2 separate regions of the Sus scrofa genome follow, and region 2 is linked to region 1. The links are chromatin contacts, called in public promoter capture Hi-C maps. All regions are on one chromosome and are shown on one strand. Each heading gives the region's core, a stretch centred on a gene start, on an enhancer-like site or on the middle of the called end of the contact. The rest is flanking DNA. Distances are from core to core; before and after follow the strand shown.

What was found. Promoter capture Hi-C pulls out the DNA fragments that hold promoters and counts their contacts.
Region 2: a promoter capture Hi-C map of fetal liver shows a contact between it and region 1, with 3 times the contacts expected there. The contact joins the promoter of EIF3M here to the promoter of CSTF3 in region 1. A contact is called at or near these places in 2 of 5 promoter capture datasets (fetal liver and liver) and 1 of 47 Hi-C or Micro-C datasets (alveolar macrophages).

Annotation. Positions count from the first base shown.
Region 1 is chr2:27,765,705-27,773,332 of Sscrofa11.1, forward strand. It overlaps CSTF3 (cleavage stimulation factor, 3' pre-RNA, subunit 3, 77kDa), which reads left to right and starts at 3,753. Exons shown (of 22, transcript NM_001267844.1): 1 at 3,753-3,938. The coding sequence starts at 3,912.
Region 2 is chr2:28,277,762-28,285,389 of Sscrofa11.1, forward strand. It overlaps EIF3M (eukaryotic translation initiation factor 3 subunit M), which reads right to left and starts at 5,051. Exons shown (of 11, transcript XM_005661051.3): 1 at 4,895-5,051; 2 at 2,136-2,268; 3 at 1,008-1,146; 4 at 602-725; 5 at 355-449. The coding sequence starts at 4,936.

The DNA.
Region 1 (7,628 bases), core at 2,503-5,002:
CAAATGTTTAAAAAAGAATGATGGGAGTTTCCATTGTAACTCAGCAGGTTAAGAACCTGACTAGTATCCATGAGGATTTGGGTTTGATCCATGACCTTGCTCAGTGGGTTAAGGATCTGGTGTTGCTGCATGCTGCAGTGTAGGTCCAAGACATGGATGGGATCCTGCATTGCTGTGGCTGTGGCCTAGGCCTGTAGCTACAGCTCTGATTCAACCCCTAGCCTGGGAACTTCTATATGCTGCAGGGATGGTCCTAAAAAGTATAAACAAATATGTAAACAAACAAATAAAAATGATGAAAAATCTCTATTTTCATCATTTCACTCCCTAGACCTCTATAAGATACTAAGTGAAAAGAGCAAGTGTATTTTTTGTATGAGAAATAAGGTGAAATATATGCATTACAAACTTTTGCAGAAAGAAATAGTAGAGAAGTTCTCCTGTGATGCAGAGGGTTAAGGGTCTAGCATTGTCACTGCTGTGGTTTGGGTTGCTGCTATGGTGCAGTTTCGATCCCTGGCCCAGGAACTTCCAACAACAGAGCCTCAGCAAAAAGAAAAAAGAAAAAAAAAGAAATACTAAAAAGATTAAAGATTAAAAACTAAAATAAAAGTTACCTATAAAAGGTGGGAATGGGATTGGGTGGGTGGAGGGGGTAGAGATTGAAGTGGAACTTCTCTGAGAATAACTCTTTATAAATTTTGATTCTTGAGCCATGTATTATGCTTTTTTAACATTTTAAAATAAAATGAATCTTTTTTTGGCTGTACCCATCTCTACATTGTAGAGATGTCTTGTGATATACAGTGGTTCCCCTGTCCTCTAGCCCCACTTCCCTGTCCACAGTTTCAGTTGCCTGTGATCAATCTCGTTCTGAAAATTAAATGGAAAATTCCAAGAATAAAAAATTCATAAAGTTTTTTTTGTTTTTTGTTTTGGCTGCACCCGAGGCATGTGGAAGTTCTTGGGCTGGGGAATCAAACCCACTCCACAGGAGCAACCCAAGCTGTTACAGTGACAGTGGCAGATTCCATAACTCCCTTAACCTGCTGCACCACAAGAGAACTCAAGTTTTAAATTCTGTGTTGATCTGTGTTCTGTGAGATGAAATCTGTTGCCACGTAGCCCTCTTGTTTATTAGATTGACTGTCCAGGTATCATAGTGCTTGTGTTCAGGTGACCCTTATTTTACTTCATAACGTCCCCCAAAGGCAAAAGTAGTGATGCTAGCAAGTTGAATATGCCAAAGAGAAGCTGTAAAATGCTTTCTTTAAGTGAAAATGTGAAAGTTCTTGCCTTACTAAAAAAAAATCGTGTGCAGAGGTTGCTATGATCTATGGTAAGAACAAATCTTCCAACTGTGAAATTGTGAGGGAAAAATAAATTCATGCTGGGAGTTCCCACTGTGGCACAGCAGAACGAACCCGACCAGTATCCACGAGGATGAGGGTTCCATCCCTGGCCTAGTACAGTGGGTTAAGGATCTGGCTTTGCGGTAAGCTCTGCTGTAGGTCAAAGACGTGACTTGGATCCTGTGAGTTGCCATGGCCGTGGCGTAGGCTGGCAGCTGTAGATCCAATAAGACCCCTAGCCTGGGAACTTCCAACAGGGGTCTGGCCCTAAAAAAGCAAAAAGCAAAAGCAAAATAAAATAAAATAAATTCATGCTAGTTTTGCTGTCATGACCTCAAACTGCAAAGGTTATGGCCAGTGTGTGATAAGCGCTTAGTTAAGGTGGAAAAGACACTCAACTTGTACAATGAGATATATATATATTTTTTTGGGGGTCTTTTTTGGCCATTTCTTGGGCCATTCCCACGGCATATGGAGGTTCCCAGGCTAGGGGTCGAATCAGAGCTGTAGCCGCCGGCCTACGCCAGGGCCACAGCAACACGGGATCCGAGATGCGTCTGCAACCTACACCACAGCTCACGGCACTTAACACTTAACCAACCGAGCAAGGCCAGGGATTGAACCCCAAACCTCATGGTTCCTAGTCGGATTCGTTAACCACTGCGCCATGATGGGAACTCCCTATGAGATATTTTGAGAGAGAGAAAAAGAGCATACACATTCACATAACTTTTCCTCTTTTTTTTTTTAAGGGCCACTCCCACGCAGCATATGGAGACTCCCAGGCTAGGGGTCTAATCAGAGCTACAGCTGCCGGCCTATACCACAGCCACAGCAACGCAGGATCGTTAACCCACTGAGGACAGGGATCAAACCCGCAACTTCATGGTTCCTAGTCGGATTTGTTTCAGCTGCCCCACGACGGGAACTCTACATTCACATAACTTTTATAGCAATTTTTTTTTTTTTTTTTTTTTTTCGTTGTAGGGCCGCACCCAAGGCACATGGAGGTTCCCAGGCTAGAGGCTGAATCAGAGCTACATTTGCCGGCCTATGCCACAGGCACAGCAACTCAGGATCTGAGCCATGTCTGTGACATACCACAGCTCACAGCAACGCCGGATCTCCCATCCTCTAAGTGAGGTCAGGGATCAAACCCGCGTCCTTATGGATACTAGTGGAGATCATTACCAATAAGCCACGGACAGGAATTCCCTACAATCGCTTTTTAATTATTGTTAATCTCTTAGTGTTCAGAATTTATAAATTGCACTTTATCATGGGTATGTATGTACAGGAAAAAACAGTATATATAAGGTTTGATACTATTCCGTTTCAGGCATCCACTAGGAGTCTTGGAACATAGGACAAGGGAACTACAGAGCATGCGGTCAAGGATGGAATTGTCATGTTTATCTAGTCTTCTATTGTTGGATGGTGTAAAAAACATCTCCACTATACATCTTCTGCTCATGTGTCTGATTACTTGGAAGGATAAGAATTTAGGCTGTGAAAAGGGCAGAGGTGGAAATAGGAGCAGAGGCATGGGACACTGAAAAGAGTAAAGAGTGTAAGGGAAAGGTTTGTTTACTTTGGGCCATAGGCCACTGTAGACAGAGGGTGGAAGAAGTCTTGTGATGATCCTTGATTGGAAAAGAGTTTTGAGACTTAGTTGCACTTGTTTTTGACTATGTCAGGTACTGTGCCAAGTACTTTTCCATGTATAACTTATTTAAACTGCAGGTACTATTGTTATTTCTATTTATAGGCAAAGAATCTGAGGCACAGAGATGTTAAACTGCCCAAGGTTACCCACTAGAGAGAGATAAGCCAGGATTCAAAAGAATGCAGTCTGGCTCCAGAACTATGATGGGATGCGGAGCTTAAAACCCATGCCTTACGGACATAACAAGCCTTAGACACAACAGTAACCAGTGACGGTATAAATATTAATGCTCTCGATCAGTCACTCTCATACCCCCAAAGTGTGAAAAGCATTAGCTGAGACCATAGAAAACTTCATGGATTCCTATTTCCAAAACATAGGAGCCATTTAACACTTAGCTTTGCTCCCTAAAATGGCCAGTTTGCTTGAATTGAATTGATTGGCAATCTTCAAGAGAGGAGAGTCCAGCTCCTCAGCATGATAATTAAATTCCAAAAGGCGCGCGAACTTCCCGGAGAAACAGTTTCCCGCCTCCTAGCCGGTTGCAGCCAGCTCAGCAACAGCCTCTCCAACCCCGGGCCTTGACGTCAGTACACGCATTGGGCCCGCCCCTGGCATCTTCCTGCTTCTGCGCGATTGAGTAACCAGGGAGTTTCGCTCTTAACTCCGCCCACTGCCCCGGAAGTTAATGCGGGAAGCCACACCTCCTTCTTCGGCCGGCAGGGACGCAGCCATTTTAATTCATATCTGAGTGGGCGGTGGCGATTCGTGTTGGCGGTCTGGCTCCGCAGGGCAGGGGGCAACTTTTCTGGCTTGGGGGAGGTTTTTTGTTTAATTTTTCTTTTCTAGCTTGGCATCGCGGGCCAGTTCGCACGTTCTAATCGACTGAGGCCATGTCAGGAGACGGAGCCACGGAGCAGGTGAGGAAGGAGAGTGGTGGGGCCTCGTGGCGACCTTTTCTCTCCACGTCTGTGTTCGTCCGAGTACTCCAGCCATGTTCGCTTGAGGAAGGAATTAGGGGTTTAATGAACCCGCAGGACCGGGTACCGAAGAACGGTGGGAATGGGGAAAGAGCTGAGATTTAAAACTCTTTTGGCTTCTCTGTCTTGGGCGTTAATATGAACAAATATTTGATTCACACAATAGCCGGGCAGCTGCTTCGTCCCGTTTTGGTCCTGGGACTACCCCAGTGAGATTTCTTCTTTTAATACCATTTGGTGTTAAGGGATTAGGGATTGATTATTTTAACGTGTTCTTGCTGTTCTCGAAAAACTTGACAGTGTCTCCTTCACCGCCTTTGTGGTATATCCAGAAGTAAATCGCTATTTTGAGAAATAATTTGAGTTGAAACTCTAGGGAAATAAGATTCTTGGCAGAGCGAATGAAGAAGGAAGTAGTTTAGGAGTAGAGAGCATGGCTGTGTTGAGATTTGGGAATTTTGTGGCTTTCTCCTGCTCCCTTTTCTCTGTTCTATCAACATTTCATTTTGGATTTTCAAACCGCAAAAGTAGTTGTAGAATTTGATAAATCGGAAACGAGAAGTCTGTTTTGGCCATCTGTTTTAGTACTGTGACTTTTAAGTATTTTAAGATTCAGGTTTTTAGTTAAATGATTTTTCTTCTTTTGCTCTTTAGTTTTGTAGGAGAGAATTGCCTTTTTATTTTGAAAGAGGAGACATACTTTATGGAAGATGTCAGTTTATTTTCGATTTAAGTCTGGTATGTTTAGGTAAATAGTTTTAAAATGGAGGGAGGCTAGCTAGCATGCAGAGTCTCAATTTCCTGAAATTTCGCATTGCCATAGCAACAAAATACACTTAAGTTTTCGGTTTTCAAGAGGCCAGCTTATGATGTGGGGGCTGTTTTTGGAGGTTGACAAGATAGCGACAGAATTGGAGCATTTCTATTCAACATTCTGGATAACTAAATTTTATTATATTGGGAAAGTATGGCTAAACTGAATTTTTGTGTTTGCTCGTTGACTAATTTCAGTCCTGAAAATTTCACAGTGTTTACATTTTACATGCTGTTAGAATTCCCAAGAACACAAGGTCTTAAAAATTACGTCAAATCTTTTTATGTATACTAACCCTTTTTCTGGGTTCATGTTTTGTCATGTGAAAGTCGAGGGGTAATACTGAGGATTTCATTGTAAGTTACCCGGAATTCATTGTTAATTCTTAAATTTATCTAAAATTGTAAACTCTGTGAAATATTGCCATGACTTTTCATTTCAGAACTGTGGTGTTTTAAATGGGAGAGAAAGTAGTAAAAATTTACAGAGAAAAATTTCACCTGTAAGTTTTCTTGTGCAAGGTTTAGGACATAAGGAAAAGTACAGTGAATACCTACAGTGCAGTTTTTCACCTAGGAGTGACAATTGTTGAACGTTTTGCCATTTGCTTTATCTCCTTGTACTTATTTATTTGAAACTAAGTCAACATATATTCAGCCCCCCATTTCAGTATTTTCTTATATAGTATAAGGGTATTAATGCTGTTATGTAACCATTATATGATTTCCCACCTAAGAAGATTAAATAGCAATACTGTATCATTTCTAAACTTCAGTGGTATTCAGATTTCCCCAGTTGGTCCTAAGAATGTGATTCATAGGTTTTTGTTTTTGTTTTTTAAATTAGACTCTAATCTAGGTTTACATTGTCTCATTTGGTTATGTTTCTTGAATAGTCCCTTCGTTTTTTTGTCCCCGAAGATATATTTTTTTTGTTCGTTTTTTTGCCTTTTCCAGCGGCATATGGAGGTTCCCAGGCTAGGGGTCGAATCAGAGCTGTACCCCCCAGCCTACACCAGAGCCTCAGCAACGCCAGATCCAAGCCGAGTCTGCAACCTGCACCACAGCTCACGGCAATGCCGGATCCTTTACCCACTGAGCAAGGTCAGGGACTGAACCCAAAACCTCATGGTTCCTAGTCGGATTTGTTAACCACTGCACCACGACGGGAACTCCTCCCCAAAGATATTTATTTGAAGAATCCAGAACAGTTTTCTTGTAGAGAACTCATTTTTTGAGTTTTTTTGATTTGAGTATGTGTGTGGTGTCATTTAATGTGTCCCCTCATCTTATGTATTTCCTGAAAATTATGGTTATGACTAAACTCAGAGCTTTGTTAGTATTCAGGTTAAATATTTTTGGGTTAAAGACTGTACCTCACATTAAGAGGCACTTAATGCTAGGTTGTTCGACTTTTTGTAGTGGTTAAATTTGGTCACTTGGTTAGGGTAGTGACTGCTGTATCTCTTCTTTGTAAAGGATTATTTTTCTCCTTTGCAGTTAGTAATCTGGATTGATAACTGTGTTCCTCAGTAAACGTTTATCTAGTTATTATCATCAAATGATAGTCCTTGAAAAAGTCAGTTATTTCCTTGGAGGTGGCAAGTGGTGGTTTTAAAAAAAAATCTATTATGTCTCTACTTAATGGCTCATTTTTCTGCAAAGAAGAAATTCCTTTTTTTTTTTTTTTCTCCTGTTCTCTTTAAAGATTTGAGTATCTGAATTCATGAGGTGTCTGTCTGTCTCCCTCTCCTTATCGACTCTTAACTTGTCCTGGCCTTTATGATGCCTCCTTTATTTTTTCCATCTGTCTAAAAGACAATACCAACAAAATAGTCATCTTCATATAAACTTTTAAACTTGTGAAAGATACATTTCAAACATGCAAGAAAAAAGAATAGTATAGGGGTTCCTATGTGGCCCAGTGTGTTAAGTATCCAGCAGCGTAGATGCGGCCGAAAGAGAAAATAATGTAAGATGTGATGTTCCTGTGTTAGAGTTTCAACTCACAGCTAAATTGTTTTCTCCTTTTTTCTGTACTTTTACTTACTCTTCCCACCCCATTACTTTGAAGTAAATCTCAGATACTATATTATTCATCTTTACTTGAAATGGTAATTAAATAACTTAAACCTTGAAGAGTAACATGATTAAGGAATTCCCATTGTGCCTCAGCTGTTAAGAATCCAGCACTGTCTCTCTAAGGATGCAGGTTCCATCCCTGGCCTTGCTCAGTAGGTTAAGGCCTTGAGTTGTGGCCTTGAGTTGCTGCAAGCTGCAGGCATTGGTCACAGAGGAGGCTTAGATGCAGTTTTGCTGTTGCTGTAGCCTGCAGCTGCAGCTCTGATTCAACCCCTAGCTTGTGAACTTCATAGGCCATGGGTGTGGCCTAAAAAAAGAGTAATGTGATTTAAAAAAAGATAAATCAAGTAGCTTGCTCGATGTATAAGGCAACAGTTAGTGAAACTTTAGAAGAAAAGTGAGTGCTGATGGACGAGGGACAAAAAATTAAACAAAACTGAAGAATAATAAAAAAAATCAGAACTACTCTGAATCATGGATTTGCTTTGGAAAGATGCCAAGGGATGAGACAGACAAAGAATCCTGCAAGATAAGAGTAGATTTCTTTTAGCTGTATACATTTGAAACTCAAAAAAATTTGGTTCGGTAAACCTGATAATATCTTAAATTTGTCATTCAAAAATATAGGTGGTCTTTCTTGGTACTGAATCGCTAGATTTGTGCTTTGCGGAAGAGGGAAATGATTGTAGGCAAGCAAAATCACAGTTAAGATTTATTTATTTATTTAAACTCTTG
Region 2 (7,628 bases), core at 3,801-6,300, 510 kb after region 1:
CAATTGATAGACCCTCACCACCATTAAATAAAAACAATAGCACTACTCTGTAGTTAAGACATCAAAGCACCATTAAATAACTTAGTCTAATGTTATAAACAGCTTTGGCACTAACAGTTATACCGTTTTTAGAACAAGAACAAATTTTGCTTTTTAAAAAGTTTAAAGATGGGGAAAAAACTATTTTAAACGCTGCAATTATCTTTAATTTGGTAGGAGAAATTTACACAGAGAGATTTATAGCAACTCCTTGGAGAGGAGAGCAAAACCACTTATCCTACTTATCTTTAAAAAAGTCTCAACTACTTATATTGTCTGCTTTAAGTTCTGAGTTAGTACATTAATTCTGAATACCTTTTCTTACAATCTACAAGTGCCTCATAAAGTAGCCTTAAAAGGGTGTGTTTTTTCTCAGTGTTGAGGTTCCAGTCAGAAATCCATTTTCTAACCTACAATGAGATTAACAAAAGAAATTTAGTGACAAAATGAACATAGTTTCACAATTTAAAAGATAACATTTAGAAGACACATATTTGCTACTTATTTTAGCTATAAACCTAATTTCTTATAAGCAGAACAAGTACTTCACGCAATAACTCACTTGATCCAGCTCAGTTGGAATATACTGGATGGCCCCACAAGATGCTGCCACTTTAATGAGGCTGCAATATACTGTGTATCTTACAGGAGTATTCTTATCCATCCCATGAAAAAGGTTGCTAAGCCTGGTTAACAAATAAGAAAACAATATTTGAGATCAGTAACTATAATAATTAAATTGAGGTTATCTGCTCTGACAACAAACAGGGAAAGAGATACAATGAAGAACTTCACGTTACAAGGGGGGAACTAGGGCACAGGAAGGTTAAGTGACTTGTCCAAAGACACACAGCCGGTAAGAGCCACAGCTGACAGTCAAATTCCAAAATTCTTGCTTTTAACCACTAAATTACAGTAACATGAAGAGCCCCTTGAAAAAAAAATGGAGCCTCTTTCAGTTAACTTACAACTGTAGTCTCAGAGATGGGCGTTCACCTTCCCGAAATTTGACCAGTTTCTCACACAGGCTCTCAATCAGAGCTTCTTGCTTATCTGGTTCCAGGATCAACAGGAGGGATACCACGCTGTTCATCACACTTTCAACATCTACACATGTATGGAGGACACTTAATACTTTTGTACTATAATACTTAATGTAACTAATTATGCATGTACTTCCAAGTGTTTTAATGTACCAGAGACCACTAAACATAAAACACTTAAAAAGATGTCATCTGGCTACTGTAAAACTATTCTAGAGGACACTTTTCCTTCAATGGTATGCATTACACTAAAATCACAGAACACACGAATTCAAACTAAACCACTTCCGTTGTATAGTTAACATTCAGGAAGCAACTTATCTATTTTATTAAAGAAGGAAATTATTACCTAAGATTTGGTTTTCAACCAGTAAACAAAAAGACTGATTTACATGTCTGTATAGTATACAGTTTCAATTTTTACTAGCAAGATACTAATCATAAATTAAGTTTAATCTCAAACCTTAACTAGAGATTTCAGGACTCCTCATTTTCAAAATTTCCCATTTTATCTCAATAAGTAAGGAATCACCCAAATAAGTAAATGGCTTCTAAATTAACTGAAATTGTATTCTATGTGATATTACTCTAAACTTTATTTAAAAAAAAACAAAACAAAACAAAAATGATTTCGCGTTTCTGTTGTAGATCAGAGGGTTAAGAACCTGACACAGTGTCCATGAGGATGCAGGTTCCATCCCTGGCCTTACTCAGTGGATTAAGAATCCGGTGTTGCTGTGGTGTAGGCTGGCAGCTGCAGCTCTGACTCAAACCTTAGCCTATCATTTTTTTATTCAGTTCATTCTGAAATTACCAGTATTTACTGCGTGTAATAACACTCAAAAAACAGATGTAAAAAAGATGTTTTCTTAAAATAGGCTTACTTCCTAGGTATAACAGATTAGAAATAAACTGAAAGTATGTGTAAAGATTAAAAACGACAGTACTTAAAATTTCTTAGGTCTGAAACAAAACAAATACAATCCTCAAGAATGTTTCAAAAGTAGTCCTTTATGATTAGTAAGAAATATTACAAAAAAATTAAAAACAAACCTTTATCATCTTCCTTCAGACATACATCACAGGCTTCAATAATTTGAGCTAAATCTACATGAAGTCCACCTTCTGAGTTCTCTTCTGAAATTTCAGCTCCTTTAGATTTCAAATAAGCTCGAAGTTCAGCAGCCTGTTAAATCAAATAAAATGAATTATGAATCACAAAATACAAGATCTCAAACCATTCTGTCCCATTTCTACACACACACACACACACACAAAAAAAAAAACCAAAGTAAATACTGCATTTAATGATGACTTTGGAGTTCCCGTCGTGGCTCAGTGGAAACAAATCTGACTACTATTTACGAGGATTCAGGTTCGATCCCTGGCCTCACTCAGTGGGTTAAGGATTCAGCGTTGCCATGAGCTGTGGTGTAGTCGCAGACAAGGCTCAGATCCCATGTGGCTGTGGCGTAGGCCAGCAGCTACAGCTCCAATTCGAGTCCTAGTCTGGGAACCTCCGTAGGCCGCAGGTTCGGCCCTAAAAAGACTTAAAAAAAAAAAAAAAAAAAAAAAAAAAAACCGAAATGATGACTTCGTGCTAATCTCCCCTACCTTATCCAGCATCACAGCCTCACAGGTTTTCCTAAAGAAGTGACCACACAGACACACTATGACCCACACTGACCACCTTCAGAATTCCTTTCATATCACCTATACATACTGCTGGACTTCCAGTATATAGTAAAAAATCTTTCTAATTTAATTCAAAGCTTTTCGCAGGGGGAGGGGGACTGATCTGAGTTGGTAAACAATTTGTTTTAAAGAAATGAAGTTTTATTGATCTCAGGTGTATATAACACAGCTTCTTTTCAAGCCACAGACACTACTATGGCAAGAGGGCAATCATTTGTGAATTAAATGTTTGAGAATCTGAGATAAGCATTTTGAAAGACACAAAAAGATGCCTTCGAATGTTGCCTTGCACAAAATATTTCTATCAAATTGCATCTACAACGTAATTAACCTTTTAAAAGCCTATTTGGATTAGAAAGCACTTTAGGACCTATAAAAACATAACCATAGTACCACATCCAAGCATCTAGATATTTTCTACTCTAATGCATATGTAACATTTAATAACTTTTGAGGACTTTTGGCAGCCAAACATGAATGCAGACAATACTTAAAATGAAGTGAAATGGAGACGTAGGGATATCATTAGTAAATTCAGAGGCATCACATTTTCTAAACCCACAAATATGTTTAGCTACCATAGCAGATTAAATCTATAGATCTGATGGTGCCATCCTTTCAGATAACACAGTACCTTCACATGATTTGGCAATATAAGCAAGATTTCATAAAACAAATATCACCATATCAGAGAGCACAAAAATAGCAGTGCATGCTGAAGAAAATACAATATGGTCTCCTCCGAAAGGCATTTGTTTGGTTTCTGCTTTGTGCACACAAAGCCAACTATGCAATCAATAGTTTATTGTTTTCATCTGTCACCCTTACTGTCTACAGGTGGTTGTGGAGTGGTAAAAGCAAAGGAAAGGATTTGCAACTCCACTTCACACCTGTAATCAGAAAATCCGACCAAAGTTAAAACTCCTGAAGCAGTCACGTATATACTAAAGGAATGGCCAATGTGAAACAAGAACAGTAGAAATGACACTTTAAAATATAATCAATGACAAGAACTTACTGCATCTAAAAACCCTTTCCTATGTTTAAAAACAAACAAAAAAAATAAGTACTTTTCAGTAACCTAATAACCATTTGTTGACAACAGATTCCATTCCTAATCAGGTATTTTTTTTTTCCCCTTGTCTTCCACATCTTCCTTTCTAATTGTGCTCAACTCCTTCCCTTTCTTGTTTTTCTTTCTTTTTCCTTTCTCCTTATTGTGCTCTTCAGGGCTGTGGGTCTGCGTTTCTACCAAAGGAGAAAACAAACAAAAACCCCACATCTGCAATTATAAAAGTTCCATTAGACTAGGAATGTTTTATTCTACAGGAACCAAAATTTCCGTGTTAGCGGAGTAAGAAAAAAAATACAAAATCACAACACTCAAGACCTCACAGAATATAGTTTTCAGTTCTGCAAAATTAGGGAAGATCTTTACAAGTTTAACTTTTGCTACGGAGAGAAACGAGAAGCATTAACCATAAACGCCAAAGAGCAAAACCCAAAAAGAAAATTTTTGAATATTAGCGCTGTTCACCAGGTGCATGCCTCAAAGTATGACGTTATGGTTTCCGGTTACAGAACTCTCACTCCTGCCCTTCAAATAAGGATATGAAACAGTCTACGTACAAAATAGGGGTCACCTGTGCCTCTGCGATCACATAACCATTTTGATTTTCAAATCGAAGTTATTTTTCCTTGTACTGCTAACGCCACCTAAAGATTCGCCACCTCCCACTCAGGGTGTGGCTATTAATTAGGGGACGGAAGCAGATACCCTTTGCAATGAGTCAAAAGTACTGCGTCGATAGAAGTTAACTCCAGGCTCTAAGAGTTCCGACACGAACTAGGAAGTTGGCCGTCGAGCTGCGGCTTACTCCTGGGCCCGCCGGCCCGCAAGCTTAGTGCAACTCCAAGCCAGAAACGCACGCCCCTGCCTCGCGGCCTCCCCAGTCTGGCGTGTGGAGGCCTTGAACGGCAGCTCTCGGCTCCCCGGCTGGCTCCGTAAGGCAGCTTCCCGCCGGCACAGCCCTGGCTCGCTCAGGACGTGGCCCCTCACACCGCTGAACACCACCCTTGGACCCCGCCCTGGCGTCAGCCGCGGCCCAGGGGCATACCTGATCTTCCTCGCTGATGTCGATGAACGCCGGGACGCTCATGGTGAAGACCGGGGCACCGCAAACGAGCACCTCCCAAACCACGCCGACCGGAAAAGAGAGCTGGGCTGCGCGGCGGCGCCTCCAACTGCTTCCGGGTCACCTTGCGCGAGTCTTGCGGGACAGGGGTAACCGGGTCGGGCGGAGCCACCGAGGCCAATCCCAGCGCGCGCTCTGGTTGGGGGCGGAGCGGGGCGGGGCGGAAGCGCCCTAAGCCGCCACTCCTGCGCCGCGTCTCGGCGCCTCTAGCTGCTGTGACTGTGTTCCCCCCTGTCCTATCTGTTACTGATCCGCTTGTCTCACTGAACTCACCTCGCACCTGAAGTTTTAAGCCAATTTTTTTTTAAGCTTATAATTTGACTCACTTTTAAGCCTTTAGCAGGCAGTACTCTCTGGCCAGGGAATAACAGCAATGTTCAAAGCTCCTTGACTTGCCTTTTACGATCCAGTGGGGTAAACAACACAGACAGCAAACAACACAGTAATTAGAAAAGGAGTCCTGAATGGCATCCTGTTTTACAGTAGGGACCCCCAGATTCGAATTCTTTGGAGTAGAATCCCTGCTGCACCACTTGATGGTTAACCGCTGCGTTTCGGCTTCCTCTTGAAAAAATAAGATCAAGTAATGTATAAAGCAATTAAAATACGGGGAACTCTGAATGTATTAACTGTTATGACATAGTTATGTAGCATGTTAAGCACAATTAAGATAAAAGTAAAGAACAAGGGTGGTGTATGAGCGTGTGTGCATGCCTTTTTAGACAGAGTGATCAAAGAAAGTGGCTCATGATATTGAGAACTGACCGAAATGAGGAAAGTACCAATGAAGAAATCTGCAGAAAAGCTTTTCCTGCAAAAGACAGCAAGGAAAGGATTTGAGGCAAGTGGCAAGGAGGCCTGTGGGCTGCATTTGAGTAAGAGAAGAGGAAAGGAAAAGGAGATGAGATAGGCATGGCCAGATCAAATTTTATAGGCCCTAATAAAGTTTATTTATTTATTTTGTCTTTTTAGGGCTGCACCCAAGACATATGGAGGTTCCCAAGCTAGAGGTCAATCGAAACTGTAGCTGCTGATCCACAGTGACAGCAATGCTGAATCCTTAACCCACTAAGCAAGGCCAGGGATTGAACCTGCGTCCTCATGGATGCTAATCAGATTTGTTTCCACTGAGTGTTTCCACTGAGCCACAACAGCAACTCCCCTAATAAGAGATTTAATTTTGACTTTTCTATGCCTGTAAAAGGTTTTGAGCAGAGGAGTGAGGAGGTCAAATTAACTTTTTTAGTAAAGGATCACTCTGACAGATGTGTTACAAAACATAAGTTGGGCAAGGGCCCAAGTAGAGAAACTAGTTAGAAAACTATTACAAAGATAAGAGCAAGAGAAGATGGTAGAATGGTAGTGAGAAATTAATTGAATTCTGGATAGTAAAACTGATAAGATTTACTACCAGATCAAATAAGGAATGTGAGAGAAAGAGGAACTCAAGGTGACTCCAAAGGTTTGGCCCAAGATCAAGCCAATCCCTTCTAACATCCTGGGGCAGACTATCTACTTACAGTAATTGCAAGCTACCTCTTATTTGAAAGTGCAGAAGAATAGCAAGGAGGCCTTGATATACACCTGAGATGGATATTGTTTAGAAAATTAGGGGAAGTTAAGTATAAGAATAAAAGATGGGAGGCATTTCCTGGTGGTTCAGCAGGTTAAGGATCTGGCATTGGCTTTCTCACTGCTGTGGCACAGGTTCAATCCCTGGCCTGGGAACTCCTGAGTGTCCTGAGTGCAGCCAAAAAAAAAAAAAAAAAAAAAAAAAAAAAAAAAAGTGGGAGATTCACCAGTAAGAAAGAGAACAACCCAATTTTAATGCAAATTAAAAACCTAAGATACCACTACACACTTACTACAAAAGCTAATTTAAAAAAAATACCAAGTTCTAATCAGGATGTGGAGCAACTGAAACTAATAAATTGCTTGTAGGGATGTGAAATGGTAATGGTAATCAAGACATTGTTTGCCAGTTTGTGATATGACATCAAGATAAGACAATTAGATCAAAGGAAGAGAGTAGAGAGCTTAGAAATAGATTCACACACAGTCAATTGCTTTTTGACTCAGATACAATGGCAGTTTACTTTTAAACAAATGGTGCTGGAACAATTGTACATCCATATGTGAGAAAAATGAAACTGAATTCATAGTTTAACCATATGGAAAAATGAACTTAAAATGAACCTTAGACCTAAATGTAAAATCTAAAACTGTTACACTTCTAGGAGAAAATACAGAAGAAAATTTTTGTGACTTTGGGTTTGTGATCAAAGGTTTTATAGATACATCTCTGAAGGCATGATCCATGAATGAGAAGAAATCGGTAAATTAGACTTCATCAAAATTAAGAACTTCTGCTCTCTGAAAGACACTATTAAGAGAATGAAAAGACAAGCCACAGACTGGGAGAAAACACTGGCAAATTACACATCAGATAAAAACTTGTATCCAGAGTATATGAAGCACTTTCAAAACTCAATAAAAAGAAAACAGCTAACCAATTAAAAACTCAGCAAAAAATGTAAACAGATTGCATCCAAGAATATATACAGATATCTTAGTAAACACAAGATACCAAATCATCAGTTATTAGGGAAATGAGAATTAAAACTAAATGAGATGCCCCTATATACTTACAAAAATA